2 separate regions of the Mus musculus genome follow, and region 1 is linked to region 2. Evidence: chromatin contacts called from public targeted proximity ligation data. All regions are on one chromosome and are shown on one strand. The core of a region is the stretch at or near the end of the contact, and the rest is flanking DNA. Distances in the headings are between cores, read along the strand shown.

Region 1 (6,062 bases), core at 1,087-3,586, 410 kb before region 2:
AATATCCAGAATTGTCAAGCGCTGGGCTTAGTGAGAAACTTTATTCAACAGAGGGGAGTGGCTAAGGAAGCATCTAGTCTCATCCAGTGATACCTTCAAGACTCCACATGAGTTCACACGTGAACCGTGTACACTCATGCCCACATACATGTGCAATCATACCACAGACATGCAAACATAAATGAAGACATAAATAAATGAACAAATTAAAAAATGATTAGAATAAGGCCACACACCTGCCCAGTGTACCCCAGAAGCAACTATGGGAACTGGGAAGATTTCCCGGAGGAAGGAAAGGTGAGCCACCCTCACGGATGCAGTGACACATGACGTCAGGACACAGAGTAGAGTGGCCCGTGTTCATCTCTTTCTGGGACATGTAGAGTCATGGGTGCAAGTTGATAATAGATGGAAATTCTTTTCTCCTGGATTGTTCTATAGGATGGCTCAGAGTATGGGCAGATCATGTGGACCCAAAGGCAGGGAGGTTGGGCCACAGAGGACGTCTGCTTAAGGATCTCGATGAAGAGCCCTCTTTCTCCAAAGGGCTTCTGAGGAATTTCTTTCACTCCAGAACCCATGGGCAAGAGATGCCGGAAGCACATTTGGGGAATTCTCTGCTTAGCCCTAAGGCCCTGCTCGGGAGCTGCTGCCCTCGCCCAGGGCCTCGTCAATGCCAAGCCCTTTATCTGTGTTTTCTGAGACTTTCAAGAGAAACATCTCCATTCCTGTTGCTCCAGCAGTATCTCGTCATCACCCCTTCACACTGTGCCAATGTCTGGAACTCTTGGATTGTCTTAACTCAAGGAGTGCTACTGGCGTTTAGTAGGCAGAGGCCAGGAGTGAGTAATCACTCTAGTCTGTAATACTGCCCCACAACAGAAACCATCTGACCTCACACATCAGAGGTGCCTCTAGGAAGGCACTCTACATATTCACCCAACGGTGTAGACAGCCCAGATGACATCCCAGGATTTGAAGAATCCTGCTCTATTCACACCGGTGATAGAGGGTGAGGTGGCTTTCAACAATGCTCAGCCTCCCCAGAGTTCTGTCAGTAGGGAGTAGTTCAGGGATTTGATGTAAGAAATGACATCAGGATGGGGGTGTGTGGTTCAGTGACAGATACTGATCTCACATGCACAAGGTCCTGATTCCATCCTTAATACAGTGTGGGGGCGCAAAGGAAGCAGAAATGACATGAAGATGGCCAGAATCCAGAGTGCTACAGGTTCCTTATTTTCCTTGTGTGACTCGAGTGGCTGGGGAGGTGGCTTTCTGGAGTGACCTGCTTCCAAATCAGCCCCCGTTAATTATGGGAGTGGGCCGAAGGCTCGCTCCAAAAGCTCCTGGTTGAGATGATCATCCCTGGAACACAGCAACTGGGACCAGAGGAGTCTTTAGTGACACAACATGTTCTTGAGGCTATTTTGATAGGTAGTCCTCTTGGGGGACAACTGATTACCCCTGAGGGTTTCTTGAAGCCTAGTTTTTAATCCTAGACTCACTCAATTTTCATACCGCCATATACTTCCAACCACCACATAAGAATACGCAAATCCATTTATCTTTAGCCAACACCAAATTGAAAGACAAACTGGCTACCAAAACATCACCTGGTGTTTCTCTTGCTCAGCTCAGATGGTGCCTTTTCTCAGTACAGACACTTTCAGATTTTCTTCTGGGTCTCGAGAGTGGAGTTCATCAAGGATCAGTCCCCATGGGACAGAGTCTATAATAATAGGATGACCCTGGGTAGACTCCTGAAGGATGGCGTCTCCAAGGCTGCAGTCATCCAAGATGGAGTCCTCAGATAGAATACCTGTAAGGATGGAGTTCTCAAAGAGGAAGTCTTCAAGGATGGAGCCCTGAAAAATGGAATCTTCCAGTTCTCAAGGATGGAGTCTTCAAAGATGGAGACCTCAAGAATGGGATCTCCCAAAATAGAGTCCTCAAGGATGGAAATTCTAGGATGCACTAATGATGCAGACTCCAAGGATGCAGTCCTGAAGGATGGGGTCCTCTGGGATGCAGTGCTCCATGGGTGGAATCTCCAGGATTAAGTCCCCTATGTACTGAGTGAAGCACCCACTCAATGATAGAGTCCCCAACACATTTGGAGTTCCTATTCTCTTGCCTCCTGTCCCTCATAGCACACAGCCTGTCTTAGATCCCGGATTTGTAACTTTCCAGACCTGTCTACACTGCCTTTCCTTGTTCTTCCTGTGGGGAGCTTTCCACAGCTCTCCCAAACAGGCCACCCATTCACTCTCTGTTGGCCAAGTCTAAGATTTGAGTCAGAGAGTTGTTAGGCGAGTTATGCAACCCCCGAGCTTCAGTTCCCCATAGACCAAGTGGGAAGGAACGGCTGATGACTAACTGAGTGGTAGTGGATTTATAGACACTCATTGCCTGGCACGATGTGGGTGCTGAAGGGCTCCTGCTGCCATGATCATTAGCTTGCTTCTTCTTCTTCTGAGTTCTTCAACTGAAATGGCTCAAGCTCCCCGTGGTCCATCCCAAAGCCAGCTCTCGTCTTTCCTGTGTCGAGTCCATGAAAACTTGTATTGGGTCCTCTCACATCTTACCTGTGTGCTAATATTTGTGACTATTTATCTCTACATCCAGGTTGTAAGCAAATTGAAGGTTTAATACCAGCAACTATTGAGCCTATTAGTTGTTCTTCTAAGTCTCTCTCCCCCTGGTTCATCTGGTTTCCTTCAGGAAGCATTTCCCTCTTTAAGGACGGTATGAGGATAGAGTCTGAGGCCTTGCACAGGCTAGACAGGTGCTCTATCACAGTGTTAAATACCCAGCCTATCCATTTGGTCTCCTCTTTAAACCCAATTGAACAGATTTTGGAAGTGAGGACTCATGACCGACATAGGCAGGTCAACTACTTCATGTGAGTGCTGTCACTGGGTATTGTGGTACACCCCTGCAATTCTCAAAGTCTGGAGGCTGAGGCAGAAGGATTGCCATAAGTTGGAGGCCAGCCTGGGCTCTGTATGGAGACTCTGTTTCAAACAAAAACAATGCCTGAATACCTCCTGTCTTCCTGAAAGAGCTCAGATCTGCCTCATGTAGCTTAGCTTGTGCTGCCTCTGTTCAGTGCTATCCTGTCAGGGTGTCTCTCAAACTGCGCTGGAATGTAGCTTCATGTTCAAAAGTCTCATTTATCACCTAGTTCGTGGTGTGTATGTGTGTGTGTGTGTGTGTGTGTGAGAGAGAGAGAGACAGAGAGACAGAGAGACAGAGAGACAGAGACAGAGGGTCTTATGTAGCTTTGGCTGACCTTGAACTTGTTATGTAACTCAGGCTGGCCTCAAACTCAAAGAGATCCATCTGCTTCAGTCTCCTAAATGCTGGGATCAATGACCTGCACCCCCACACTTGGCTTTACCGAATTTTTATAAAATTCTGAGAATGGGAGCCATGATCTCCAGTTTTCTGATGAGAAAAATAAGACCCAGAAGACAAGCCTGTCTGGGTGGGAGTTAGGAGGCCTTGGAACTTGAAATCTGAATTAAAGCCACTTCATTTCTTTGCTTCTGCAGGTGTTTGGGACTTGTTATCCATGCAGAATGCACGGAGGCTGTAGTCTGGGCTTCTGATAGTCCTGGACAGTCTCAAGTCTCACGACCATGTGAACGTTCTGAGCCTCTTGACTCAAGGAGCGAGCCCTTTCCTTCATCCCATGCTGAGCTTGTGCAGGCTCACAGGCTGTCCTCAGCGCAGACTTTTGCACGGAGTCTGCAGCCCTCCTCTTGGCATCTTTAGGGGGCTGGAATGCACTCAGAGGTCAAGGTAGAGATAGGATGTAGTTTTCTCCAAAGCTGTTTAGCCACAGCAAGTCCTCTTGCTTTAACGACTCACTCCCCTCTGGCTGGGACGCCCTCCTCATTCCTGGCATCTCCATGCCTGTGCTTCTGGGCTCTAGAAGTGGATGAAGCATTAGGGTTTACTTGATGGATTGAAACACTAGTTCTCTAATCTGGGCCTTTCTGTGTGGGCCACCGTACCTCAGGAAGAGCCTCTAATGAAAGCTCCAATTCTAGTCTTTAACTGTGGGTACCCACTGCCATCAGGGTCTGCATTTTCCACTCCTAGGTGGAGAGGGCTCTGTTCTCATCTGTCCCAACCTTGCACTTTCTTGGGAGAGTCTGGATCTCTTGACAAATTAGTAGGAGGCCTGGGATTTGAACTCGCATCTTCCCTTTCTCTGTCCCGGCTTTAACCTACTGTTCTGTCCAGCAACTCTGGAACTTTCTGTATGCATGCTGCTCTCTACTCCTATGTTATTTTCTATAACAAGTCAGAACAGCTCTTGGATTTTTACGTGTAGTGTCCTTACCCCAACCTTGTTCAGCTGCTGTGATGGCATCAGACAACGCAACTCTTTGGGTACCATCAGTTTGGCTGTCCTCTCTTTGGAGTTCCATCAGTTTGGGGTACCATCGGTTTGGGATACCATCAGTTTGGCTGCCCTGAGGTTGATTGTTGATTTCTCTGACTAGCTGACCTCTTCATTTCATGACAGTCCTGCTGGCTGTCAGTACAAATCCTCACGTCACGTGACAGGCTACCACCTTGCTCCAATCGTTGTACATGGGGCTAGACTCTTCTCTTGCTATGTAAATTGCTTCCCCATACCTAATAATTAATATTGGCTACTCAGCACTTCTAGCATCTAAGTATTGAATTCTGTTATTTTTAATTATATGAGTCCCTTGTTAATCGTCTTAATCAATTACTCCTGTGGCCACTGGTTACAAGAACTCTTTAGCTAACAGTTCCCTAGAATACCACTCCCCTAATCACAGTCTCAAGTCTGCTGCTTAGTATTTAATGGGCACCAGGCCACTCCATCTCTGGAGATGGGATTCTGAAGGTGGATATTGTCTTTGGCAGTGGGGAGGAGAATGGAGGAGAAATACCTAGAGGTGTGCTCTTAGAGATGGCGTAGAAGAAATGTGGCTTATAGTTCAGAGAAGATAGGGGGACACTGAGGTCCCAGGGCTTCTCTGTGCCTTTTTTTCTGTGGGTTGATGAGGAGTGGATTTCTGGCTCTAGTTGTGAGAAGTGGAGGTTCAGGGGTCTATGGGTGTCCATGGAAGGAGCCTGGTTCCTGGGAGACCATTGCCTGTTCCAGGGTCTTACAGGAGACTCAGCTACTCACTGGCAAATAAGAGAGCAGGGAGGGTGGCTGAAGAACCCAGGGGAATTTGGGACGGGGTTAATAGGGCCTCTGGACAAGCCAAAGCAGGTAGACAGGGGGAGTCGGCTAGGGGAGGGGCAGGGAGGAGTGGGGGGGGGGAGGGTTTGGGATGGTGTGATCATGAGCCCTCTGCAGCCTGTGGAGGCTAGCTTCCCCCTCCAACCTCACTGTGATGGTGACCCATTCTTCAGTTCTCAAGGAAAAAAAAAACAATGGAAGGGGGAGCCCCTCTCCCCCAATGATCCCTGGGTCAGTTTGCCCATTCTCCGTCCCCAGGAAAAGCAGATACCCACGTCCCCTTCCATGCTGTCTTTGGACTCCAAATGAAATCGCCTCCTCTCCTTGCCAGTCCTGCGATTAGGGGCATTGCCCACTCTTCTCTTAACCTGCCAGCCAGCTGGCCTGTCACCAACCGGTTAACCCATTAACCCCACATGTCCACTGGTCAGCCAGTTGGCCAGCACCATTTCATTCCTCAGCCAGTTCTCTGGAAAGCCATCTGGGTGACCAGTCAGCCAACAAAGCCATCCATCCACTCCCAGTCAGAGGCCCACCCCTCCTCGACCCCATGCTCCCCCCTCCCTCCCTTAAGTCCCTAACACCTCAGCTGTAGGACCTACTAATCCTGCATACTGGGTCTGCTTCTTAACCCTGCCTCCCTCCCCCATTCTGTTGGAAACCCCCTACCCCCGTTGCCAACTCTGTGTGTGTTACTAACACGCTTATAACCCAGGGGACCAAGGGATGGGCAGGGCCAGGTGGGGCCAGGTATGAGTGAAAAACCGAACTAACTTTCTGTCTCATCTGCGGAATGTTGGCCATCTTTAAGTCTCCGCTTTCTCGG
Region 2 (6,313 bases), core at 250-2,749:
ACAGAGATGGTTTTAGCATGGTGGGAAGTATCTTTAAGTTCATATTAAGAAGACAACCGAAGGGGAATTAAAATGCTTGGGATTGAATTGTAAACTGCCAATGTTCCATTAGCTTTATATATATTTAACAATAATTTTTAAAAGTTTCTTTTGCAATATCAGAGCATAACCATAATTTTGGAAGACAAAACCAATTTTTAACAGTGTAAACAATCGAGTCTCTCTAAAATCAATACCAAGTGCATTATTTTCATGTTACAAAGTTTGGTGCCAGTTCTTGTATATGAATGCATGACAGTGCAACTTCTAATACCTCATTAAAGAAACATTGTTTTAAATTCTATCTTTTATAAGTCCGGTTTCTAGGACAGAAATTACATATTGGGTGGGGGAGCGTGTGGGGGACTTTTGGGATAGCATTGGAAATGTAAATGAAATAAATACCCAATTTAAAAAAAGAAATTACATATTATCCCAATTTAGAGACATATTTCCCTGGGTTGGCTCATGCCATGTGTTCTGTTGCCCAAAATGACTCCAACCCTGAGTTTCCAGGTTTTTTTTTTGGGGGGGGGGGTTGTTTTGTTTTTAATTTATTGACGACCTTCCCCAGTAGAAACACTGTTCCTTTTTTTTTTTTAAGGAAATTTATTGTTATATGTAAGTACACTGTAGCTGTCTTCAGACACACCAGAAGAGGGCATCAGATCTCATTACGATGGTTATGAGCCACCATGTGGTTGCTGGGATTTGAACTCAGGACCTTCAGAAGAGCAGTTGGTACTCTAACCGCTGAGCCATCTCTCCAGCCTGAGTTCCCAGTTTTAAGCCAACTTTCTGTTGCCAATGTTACAAAATTTTAACCATACCCAATAACTTATAAGCCAATAATCTGTAACCACATGCAGAACATATTTATACATTTAGGACCAGTCAGAAAAAAAACATGTAGCAGCTACCCATATTTACATATTTAGGTTAGACAGACAGAATTTTCTTAGTTTTTTTTCTAGCTGTAATTTCTTTTGTTGTTGTTGTTTCAAGACATGGTTTCTCTGTGTAGCCCTGACTGTCCTGGAACTTACTCTGTAGACTAGGCTGGCCTCGAACTCAAAAATCCGCCTGCCTCTGCCTCCCAAGTGCTGGGATTAAAGGCATGTGCCACCACTACCCAGTTCTAGCTGTAATTTCAAGAGAGGAACACCTTGTCACCTTCTAAACCCAATAGTCACAGTCAGATTTTTGTAGGAGAAACAGCTTCCTCACAGAGAAGTTTATGAAACACAGAGCAACAATCAAGAAACAAAATGAAACCACAGACATAAACTGACAGGCATGGACAGACTGGCACTCCAAAGATAGACATTAGCCAAAGAGGGAAGAGAACCAGATGTCTCACCAAAGGGACCCAGAACCAGGACTAGGCAGAGAGGAAGCCAGAGGACTAGGCAGAGAGGAAGCCAGAGGACTAGGCAGAGAGGAAGCAGGCAGGACGTCTCCTGACCTCCTCTTGACCCTAGGAGAGCGCTGGGAACAGCTTACTTTCACTTTCCTTCTCTTTCACCAAAGCGTGAAACACTTCCGGGAGGGGGGTGACTGAAACCCACTTCTCCCTCTCACGTCTAAACTCTCTCTGTCTATGGGAATTTTTTCAGGACCATGTGTTGGATAGTAAGTACCCTGTCATCCTCTCTCCTGCTTTCTTCCATGTCTGTAAATTTATCATATCTTCCTCAGGGAACCAGGGACAAATTTCTTTTTTTTTTTTTTTTTTTTTAGTTCTGAGTTTTTATTTATTTTTTTTCCATTTTTTATTAGGTATTTAGCTCATTTACACTTCCAATGCTATACCAAAAGTCCCCCATACCCACCCACCCCCACTCCCCTACCCACCCACTCCCCCTTCTTGGCCCTGGCGTTCCCCTGTACTGGGGCACATAAAGTCTGCGTGTCCAATGGGCCTCTCCAGGGACAAATTTCTATAAAAAGCAGAAACTGGGTAAGCTGTTTTTGACTTATTTTCACTCCTCTAGATTTTAGCCTCTGAGCATATGTACAAAAAGCATTCTATTACCCTGCCCATCTTACACAGGGTTTACTCACCACTGGCCCAGATTTTCTTTATTTTCTTATGCACTGGCTTCCAATTCCTGAGATGTCCTTCACTGAGCCCTCACATTGTGGTAACCACCTGACCCGGCCCACTCAGTCAGTCAACAAGGTCTCCAGGGAGGGATCGAGGATTAAAGAAAGAAAAGACAGTTAGACACGATGATAGTATAACTCTAACAAGCACCAAAGCAGGTTTATTTTTTCCCAAGCTGCTTTTATATCACTCTTAAGTACATGCAAAACAAAGGGTCAGTTCTTGGTCAAGGAAAAACAAGGTATAAACAAAAGTCCCGCAATCATTGTATCCAGACTTTTGAGATGATCAAGATAAAAGGAACACTTTCCTCAGCTGTATTTATCTTGAGCCCACTTTCTTGTCCTAAGCCAATGTCAAATATTCTTGCCAATATCCTTGAAGCAGCACCAAGAGCTCTCTGCATGCTTCAACTGTCCACAATAGCTGATTATGATTTGCCTCGTGCTCTAGCAGAAGCATAGTTTTGCCAGCAGATAATTTCTGTGACTGTGTGATATCTACAATTCTGGGGACTTTTCAGAAGTTACATAAATGCTAGGGTCCCCGTAGGTGGGTTGCTGGTTAGTGGTCATTTTAGGGAAGTTGGTTGTAGCTTGTTAATAGTCATGGTCAAGAAAGAAACAAAAAGAAAGAAATTAGATTCAGGGATTTTCCTAACTCCTCCCTTCTCTCTATCCTTTTTTCTCTCCTGTCTAGTGTTAGGAAGTGAAACGGGGTGGTGGGAGATAAAGGGCGGGAGGAAAAGAACCCACAATGTAGCAAGACCAGAGAACCCACAATGTAGTAAGACCAAAGAACCCACAATGTAGCAAAGACCAAAGAACCCACAATGTAGCAAAGACCAAAGCTAAAAGGAGGATCAGAAGTTCAAGCTTACCCTTATCTACGTAAGGACTTCAAGGCCAGCCTGGGCTACATGAAGTTCTGTTTTAAAAACTCTGGGATCTGTGGCACAGACTTCTAATCCCAGCCACAGGGGAAGCTGAAGTAGAATGATGTCAAGCTCAACCCCCGCCTCTGCTTTGTAGTTAGCAGGTTCTAGACTCTGTTTCAAAATACAAAGGTGGTGGCGCACACCTTTAACCCAGCACTCAGGAAGCAGAGGCAGTCAGATCTTTGGGAATTCAAGGCCAACCTGGTCTATAGAGTGAGCTCCAGGGCAGGCAGGGCTACACAGAAGAGACCCTGTCTGGCAAAAATGAAACCAAAACAAACAACCAAACAAGCTACGAGTTATCTATCAGGTTTGGCTTGGTCTGGGACAAGATATCACTGTATAGCTGGGACTGGCTTCAGAGCCAAGATTCTCCTGCCTCAGGTTGCTAATTGCTGGGGTCACAGGCTTGTGTCACCCTTCCCACTGGTGGCAGATTTTAAAAGGGCTCAGTTCACATTGCTGTCCAGCAGAGGGACCCAAGAGAAGGGCAAGAAGCTGAGACCATCAGACAGACAAACGGATTGTGGACTCCACTATGCCCTCCTTGGGCGCACTACTAGGTCTGAACAAGGCCAGGCTGGGAAAGGCTGCAGCCTTCAGTTCTCTTCTGGTTTTGAGATTTCTGCATAGCCATGATCCAACAGGAAGGCCAGAAGGAGGGGGGCTCTGTGACTGGGGCCAGAGGCGTGGCCAGGCAGCCTCAGCCACAGTGAAACTGTTCCTCTCTAGCTGATTGACCTAGGGTCCCCCCTGGTGGGATGTGGCCTGGGTGCTTCCCCACCCTCTACTCAGGTGGTTCATGGCCCAGATTCAGAAACTCAAAATATGAAACAGCCTTGAGGGCTGGATGGCAGCTCCACAGAGACTCTCCTTCAAGCCACCTGGGGGAGAAACTGTTCAGGTTCAGAAATGCTCAGTGACCCATGCTGCCTAGGTAGGAGGCCAGATCCAGCTGGAATGTGAGTGCTCTGCCCATAGCTTACCAGGTGCCAACAACTCGCGTGCCACCCAGTGCCAGCTGCAGCTGCATCTGAAAGGAGTGAAGCCCAGCCCAGGCCTACCACCTGTCAATCAGCCAGACCTTCCTTCCTGTTCTCCCCAAAGTCTCACTTCTAGGGCACCTTCCCTGACTCTCCCCAAGGCTCTAGGCATCACTAGGACACAGACCTCCATCTCCTTCTGAGCCTTCTCCAATGGCCTCTCCCTGGAAGCTCTGTCTGTGACCTTCAAAGCCCTGAAGAAAAGGCCCCTCTACCAGGCATGGTGGCACATGCCTTTAATCCCAGCACTCAGGAGGTAGAAGCAGGCAGACCTCTGAGTTTGAGGCCAGCCTGATCTACAGAGTGAGCTCCAGGACACACAGAGAAACCCTAAACAAACAAACAAAAAAATAAATTTAAAAAAAAGAAAGAAAGAAACAACTCTGACTACTAAGATTTTAATCTGAAATGTCCCCCGACAGCTTGTGGCTTGACGTTTTGGATCCCAGATGGGGCTCTATTTTGGTTCTGAAAACAATAAGAAACTGGACCCTGTCAGCTAACAAAAGATCTCGAGGGGAAGAGGGGAAGGTCCTGAGTGTGCATTATTTTGACTGCTTCCTGTCTTGCTCTCTGCTTCCTGTTTTGCCATGATGTGAATCCAGCTTCTCCACCATGCATTCCCCCAACACAATGGACAGAACCCTCTGAAATCATGGGCTGAGTCTGCGGCTCAGTTGGTAGAGTACTTGCCTAGCATGCATGATGGTCTAGGTTCAAGTCCCAGCACCGCATATACCAGGGACTGGTGGCACATGCTCTGATGATCCCAGACTTGGGAAGTGAAAGCAGAATCATCAGGTGTCCAAGACCATCTTCAATTATATAACAAGTTCAGCTTGAGATAGGTGAGATCCTGCCTCAAAAACAAATGGCTTCTCTGATAAGAGTACCTGAGTTCCATTCCCAGAACCCACATAGTGGCTCACAATCATCTGTAACTCCACCTCCAGAAACTCCCATGCTCTCTTCTGGTCTCTACAGGCCATGCATGCAGGTGGTGAACAAGCATACTTATACACATAAAAAATAATAAATTAAGCTGGGCGTGGTGTCGCACACCTTTAATCCCAGCACTCGGGAAGAAGAAGCAGGCAGATTTCTGAGTTCGAGGCCAGCCTGGTCTACAAAGTGAGTTCCAGGACAGCCAGGACTATACAGAGAAACCTTGTCTCGAAAAACCAAATAATAATAATAATAACAATAATAAATTAATCTTGGGGGCTGGAGAGATGGCTCAGCAGTTAAGAGCAGTGGCTGCTCTTCCAGAGGATCAGGGTTCAATTCCCAGCACCCACATGGACTCTCACAACTGTCTGTCACTCCAGTGCTAGGGAATCTGACACCCTCACATAGACACATGCAGGCAAAACACCAGTGCACAGAAAATAAAAAATAAAAATAAATAAATCATTTAAAATTAAAAATAAATTAACTGATCTTTAAAATAAAAATAAAATTTAAATAAGTAGATAAAAATCTTCCTTTGTTTCTGCAAGGTATTTTGTTAAGTAATATAAAAGAGTAATACACAAATCTGATCTTTCTTCTTCTCTCCTCTGTCCCTTCTATGTCCTTTTCCCATTCCTCTCTCTCTCTCTGTCTCTCTCTCACTCCACTTCACAAGGACCCCCTCCTCTTTCTCACCCCTACTATACTCTGTCAACTGCCCACTTCTCACAAAAGACTTCCCCTTTCTCTGAGGACCCCAAGCCCCATCCCAGACTTGTTGTGTTCTGTGATGGTTTCGTCTCTCCTGTGGAACTGATGTCCCTGCCAAGCATGTGTGGCATCTACAGCCACCACAGACTGCTCAGCTCTGCATTTGTATTAACCCTTTTGCTGCCAGCCATAAAACAGTTGTTATTATCCCCACGTAAGCAAGGTGCAGTATGTTCTTTCCCATGCCTGAGGCCATGCATCCAGGAAGCTACGGTGCCAAGATCCAGAAGGCACCCAAGGTCAAGCTCCTGACTAAGAGAATTCCCACTGGAAGATAAAGACAATGAGCCTCCAGCTAGGTGTGCTGGGGCAGGCCTGTGATCTTAGTACCAAGGAGATGGAGTCAGAGGATAAGGAGTTCAAAGTCATCCACTCCTCGGCTACATAGCAAATTTGAGGCCAGCCTGGGCTGCATGAGATTGTCAAAAGAATAAGAGGCTGGAGAGATGACTCAGAGGTTAAGAG

Evidence for each region.
Region 1: a targeted proximity ligation map of bone marrow-derived macrophages shows a contact between it and region 2, with 4 times the contacts expected there. A contact is called at or near these places in 9 of 39 promoter capture datasets (3T3-L1-derived adipocytes, the C10 cell line, cranial neural crest and 5 more) and 5 of 130 datasets of targeted methods (the NIH/3T3 cell line, VIP interneurons, bone marrow-derived macrophages and 2 more).

Annotation. Positions count from the first base shown.
Region 1 is chr19:6,457,390-6,463,451 of GRCm38.p6, forward strand. The region is part of intron 6 of Nrxn2 (neurexin II); the gene reads left to right. Among named protein-coding and RNA genes, the nearest start is that of Gm52381, 37 kb to the right of the region's middle.
Region 2 is chr19:6,868,107-6,874,419 of GRCm38.p6, forward strand. No RefSeq gene overlaps it. Among named protein-coding and RNA genes, the nearest start is that of Ccdc88b, 13 kb to the left of the region's middle.